Regions from separate parts of the Mus musculus genome. Here region 2 is linked to region 1. A link is a contact called in public promoter capture Hi-C data. All regions are on one chromosome and are shown on one strand. The core of a region is the stretch at or near the end of the contact, and the rest is flanking DNA. Distances in the headings are between cores, read along the strand shown.

Region 1 (2,654 bases), core at 79-2,578:
CTTAAGCTTAGAAACATTTCTCTTCCCTACATCCTATTCTTTTCTATAGCTGCATCTCTACTTGCACCCAGACATCAGTACCACTGCTGCCTCCTCCTGGACTCCCAATAAGAGTCCCTGTGGACAGCCTTTTGCGGTGGAACAAACAAGTCCCTTAATGTTTTCTACCCAGTCTTGGACTTGGCCTCTCTCTCAGGCCCCAACATTCCTTTCCCAATGTGGTATCAAGGGGACAGCCCTACTCCACCCAATCCCCCATCTCAGCTTCTCTCAGGCCAACAGGTTTCCATATATCTCCAATACCAGAAGCCAACTCATCACATCCAACAGCGATACAAGTCTTCAGCTCTCTAGTTTAGTTGGTTGGGAGGTGACTGGGACTTCTGGGTACCCTTAAAGGCTCTCAACTCATTAGACCAACAGTCTGCAAGGGTACTACTTTTGCTGTGCCTATGTCAGCTATAGTTTCCTCACTTGTAAAAAGGACTGACTTCTCCCATGATACTTTCTGCAACTGGGACTTTGTGAAAATCTAAATTTACTATTGCAGTGGCATCAGCTTAGAGGCAGCTTGATTTCTGTGGGTTACACCTCTGCTCTTTAGGGTGCTAAGTCAACTCGAAACCCTGAGAGAAACTTGGAACAGCCATAAAGCAAGAAGAGGTTCCGGAAATACATTTCCCAGAAGTCTAAGTGAGCATCCTCGCTTTAGGGTGCCAATGTGTCCGGTCGCCGTGGCACCTGTGGCGATCAGCGCGGTAGCGCGTCAGCACAGGGCCGGTTTGCTGGGAGTTCCTGGACCCCCTACCGGCGCTCCGGGTCTAGCTAGACAGCTGGAATCCCAGAGTCCACTCTACCCAGACTCCTCCCTAGGCCTTGAGGTGAAGGGACTCCCAGCCTTCCTTCAATGCTCCGAGGGAGGCTGTGCCCTCGTGAACATGCGCACTCTCGTTCGCTTGCTCCATATCAAACTACATATCCCAGACTGCTTTGCGCGCAGCTCCAAGCCCTTCTGCCCTTCCCCCACCCCAGCCTCCGTTTCTACCCTTCTTCCCGTCCCTAGGGGATTGCGCTGGTTGCAATAATCAGCTCGCACTCCTGGACGTCTCTTCCCACACTCCCGGCCACGAATTCAGGCGTCAGGGCCCCGACGACGTGCACAATCCTCTCGGGGGGCAACGGATTCAAGCACCACCTTCCAGACTGCGCATGCCCCCACCACTTTTTTTTTTTTTTTTTTTTTTTAAATGTCAGTTCTCTACCGGCCTTCCAGGGATTTGCAGGGTTCTGCACCAATCACCGCTCTCACTAGGACGCCGTCTCCCCGTCTCCATGGCAACGACGGGTTCGAAAAAGAGCGTCCGCTGGGCTACCTGCGGAACCACTGAAAGAAAGGCTTAGCAAAATGCTTTCTGGGAGTCGTAGTTTGGAGGGTGCTGTGTGGGTGCGCAAACGCAGCACCACCGGATCTCTTTTGTATTTCTGCGCGGTGGGTAGGAGTGAGCGGGACTCCATGGTAACTAAGGGACCAAACCTGGTGGTATCCTAGGTAACGACCGCACTACTTGGTTTAAGAAAGGTCAGGATCTGTGGCGAAGCCAAGGGGAAGGGACAGGGACACAAATACCCAACGAGATGTCTATACAGGAAGGCAGAGATAGCCCCATACAGAGTCGGGGGAGAGGATGAGAGGGGTGGGAAAATTGTGAGGGGGAGACTGGATGCTAGGAGAGACTGAATATAAGTGAACACACATAGGTATGAATGAAAAGGGGGGAGGGTTAGTCATTAGAATCAGAGTTAGAACCTGAGTCATGTCAGAAAATTTAGGAAGAAGAGAGAAGCAGAAAGGGATTGGGATTAGGAAAGTGAGACATCGAAACTCTAGGGGCCAACCCAGAGTACAAAGGTAAGTGGGGAGAAATTAGAGATATAGTAAAGATGTTAATAGAGATACGGTAAAACGGACTGATAGGTTTCAAAGACTGAGGGATGGCAACAAAAAATTAGATGTGCGTGTGGGGGAAACATTTTCAGAGAAAACTCACACAAAAAATGACAACACACCAGAAAGAGGACGGGGACCAGTCCTCTAGTTTCCTAGCATCATTTACCAAACAATATTGCGACACCTGACTACTTAAACATTACCTCTCCTCCCCCATTTTTTAAATCTGTGATTGAAGTCGTAACACTATTCTGGTAGAAATTGACTTACAAGAAGCTGACAGGTAGCCGGGCGTGGTGGCGCACACCTTTAATCCCAGCACTTGAGAGGCAGAGGAAGGCGGATTTCTGAGTTCGAGGCCAGCCTGGTCTACAGAGTGAGTTCCAGGACAGCCAGGGCTATACAGAGAAATCCTGTCTTGGAAAACAAAACAAAACAAAACAAACAAACAAACAAAAAAAGAAGCTGACAGGTTGCAAATGAGTTCTGCCCAGCCATCACCTGGAAGGTAGCTAAATATCTCTTTATCCCTACACCTAACCTTTTGTTTTATTTCAGATTCATTTAGATTCATTTGTTGCATCTTCCTGAAACTACCTTTTGCTACCTTTCTGTTTTCCTTGAGGTAGTGGAAGCCAGATGCTGGGGTGAAAACCTAGCTCAGAGAGGTAGAAAAAGCACCCAGGTGACCTTCTTTCTCAGCTGA
Region 2 (2,654 bases), core at 41-2,540, about 31 Mb after region 1:
TTCCTGTAGTCTGTTCTCAGTGGGAAGCTCTAGACTATGTGTGAACTGGGCATGATTGCACATTGTTGTAATCCTAGAACTTCCCTGGTATAGACAAGATCAGAGTAACTTCAAGGCCAGCCTGGTCTACATAGTTCCAGACCAGTGGTTCTCAACCTTTCTAATATTTTTCATTGCTACTTCATAACTGTAATTTTGCTACTGTTATGAATCATGATGTAAATATTTTTGGAGATAGAGGTTTGTCAAAGGGGTCATAACCCACAGGTTGAGAACCACTGTTCTAGACTGTCCAGGGCTAGAATGTGTTTAATATGGAGATAACTCACACAATTTTATACTTTATTCTTATAATGTACATTAGGTCTACTAATTTATTCACTACAGTGCTAGGTGTTTTTCCCATTTGACTAGTGTCCCTGTTTATCATTATTTCCACTGCCCACCTAGTTCTACATTATTTCTATTATGCGATTTAGAAGACATTTTACTTCTAAGTAAGAACAGGTTTCTATCCTCTGGGAACCGTGAGATGCCTCAGTATGACGTAAATGATGGCTTATCTCAGTTTCTCACCGTTGGTGTTCCATATGACTTACCTCCTGTTTCCTAATAACCCCACATAGTTTTCAATTTTTGAAAAATTAGAAAAGGCCAGTGTGGTGATACACATCTTTAATCCCAGCACTCGGGAAACAGAGGCCATGAGATGTCTGAGAGTCCAAGGCCAGAATGACCTTCATGTCCGGTTCCAAGCCAGTCAGACCAATATAGTGAGGTCATCTCAAAAATAAGAACTTCTTTCAATTCTGGTGAAAATCAAGAGAAAGTTGAAGAAAAAGAGAAACAGATTAAAAGCACTTGTTGCTCTTGCAGCTGTCCTGGATGCTATAAACTCAACATGCAGGCAAAAATACATAAAGTAAATCTAATAAAATACAGGGGAAAAAAAGGTACATTTAGGAAGATGTAATGTTACAGTGTCTTAGAATTATATACACATACAAGACGTTAATAAATCCCCTAAGCATGTGAGACAGCCTTGGACTTTCACCTATCACATTCTTGTCGGCTGTATGGAACCGTTGCGCTTTGATGCTTGCCTCTGTGTCACGGGAGTGTGGGTTCAGCCATGGCACTTTCTAGGAAGAAGTTAAAAAAAAAAAAAAAAAAATCAGAAACCACCAGATGAGCCATAATAAGTACTGGCAAGACAGACTTCCGCCAGTGGTGGTGCGCATGCGCGCCACCCAGGGCTACGTGGTAGTGAACTGAGGGAACCCTTATTCAAATCGGAAGTGGCCTAGAGTGATCACATCCGCTCAGATCTTAAAGTAGTTCGCCTCTCCTGTCGTTGCCAGGGTAGCGTGGGTGTTTGGAATCCGAACCCATGGAATTGTGGGTGTCTGTGGGCGGAAGTCTCGCAGTCCTGGCGTGCCGTGTGCAGAGCTTCTCTAAGGTGTAATGTGAGGTGAGTGGATGTGGAGCAGAGGACGCTGTGCTGCTGAGCGCCGGTTTGTGCTGAGTGATGGTTGAATCGGCCCCAGGGGGGGATGAGGTGGATAAAGTGGGGGTCGTTCGGTTCTCTTTCATTCTGTTCCTGCGGGTTTTCCGCGTCTGTATTTTGTCACTTCCCAGTATGCTGTCCTGTGGGATTTCCCACCGTCGTCCGTGAAAATTACCATGTGAGGGCATTCGGGGCAGGACTCAGTGAGTGGGCGCTGCAGCATCCGGGAGCTTCAGGGCGAGGACCTTGAGATGGCTTGTGATCCGCTCAGTCTGTGATTGGCTTAGGAGTCAGGCGATGGAGCTTGAGGCCAGTGTAGGGTGCTTTGTGAGGGCGACCGCGTCGCTTTCTGGGCTGTTTGAGTAGCTGGTAACTGGAGCCCTGGCTCCTGGTCAAACACTGGCCTTCGAGAGGAGATAAACTCCAAAGAGTAAGAGAAAACGGGGAAATGAATTTATTTACGTTTGGTCCAAACTGGAGACCCAGTGCCCTCCATCTCTGTCAGCCTAAGCAGTATTAGCAATAGAAGGCACTGCCTAGAAGCCAGGAGATGTGTTTAGGTATATTTAATGTGGTCACAGTTATCTAAGCGGGGACATAGCCTTGGGGCTGCCCTTAGGTGTTCTGGATATTTCCTTTCCCCCGTATGCAACTGAAGACAGAAGAAAGATTTAAGAAAAAACTAGTCATTTCAGTTACAATTGAAAGTTTACATAAATACTGCAGTCCTTTGCTGATGTGAGGTCTGATCGGAGGTTTGACTTGTGCCTGGGATCTGTGAATTTGGCAAGGATTGGTAATTGGCAGTTACGCAGAAAGGTGCTGCTGTAAAAAGATTGTAAGGCAGAAGCCTGGGTTCCTGCATCCAAACAGGCAAGGGCCAGCCTCATCCAGTCTGCCTACTGAAGAGACCAGTGAGGAGGAAAGGCAGGAGAGTGGAGATGTGGGTCAGCAGTGTTGGGTTCCCAGCACCCACACCACATGGTGCCTTGGAACTGCCTGGTGGGACGATTCCAGGGGATCCGTGTTCCCTTCTGGCCTCCCAGCTAATGGTGCACAGACAAAGACAGACAAAACACCCACACACGTTTCATTTTTAAATGTTTGAATAGTAAGAATAAATCTTTAAAAAAAAATTTTTTTTTCC

Evidence for each region. Promoter capture Hi-C pulls out the DNA fragments that hold promoters and counts their contacts.
Region 2: a promoter capture Hi-C map of second pharyngeal arch cranial neural crest shows a contact between it and region 1. The contact joins the promoter of Zfp719 here to the promoter of Mzf1 in region 1. A contact is called at or near these places in 3 of 39 promoter capture datasets (cranial neural crest, maxillary cranial neural crest and second pharyngeal arch cranial neural crest).

What each region holds. Positions count from the first base shown.
Region 1 is chr7:13,053,436-13,056,089 of GRCm38.p6, forward strand. It overlaps Mzf1 (myeloid zinc finger 1), which reads right to left and starts at 1,329. Exons shown (of 6, transcript NM_145819.2): 1 at 1,046-1,329.
Region 2 is chr7:43,578,296-43,580,949 of GRCm38.p6, forward strand. Zfp719 (zinc finger protein 719) reads left to right here and starts at 1,291. Exons shown (of 4, transcript NM_172482.1): 1 at 1,291-1,471.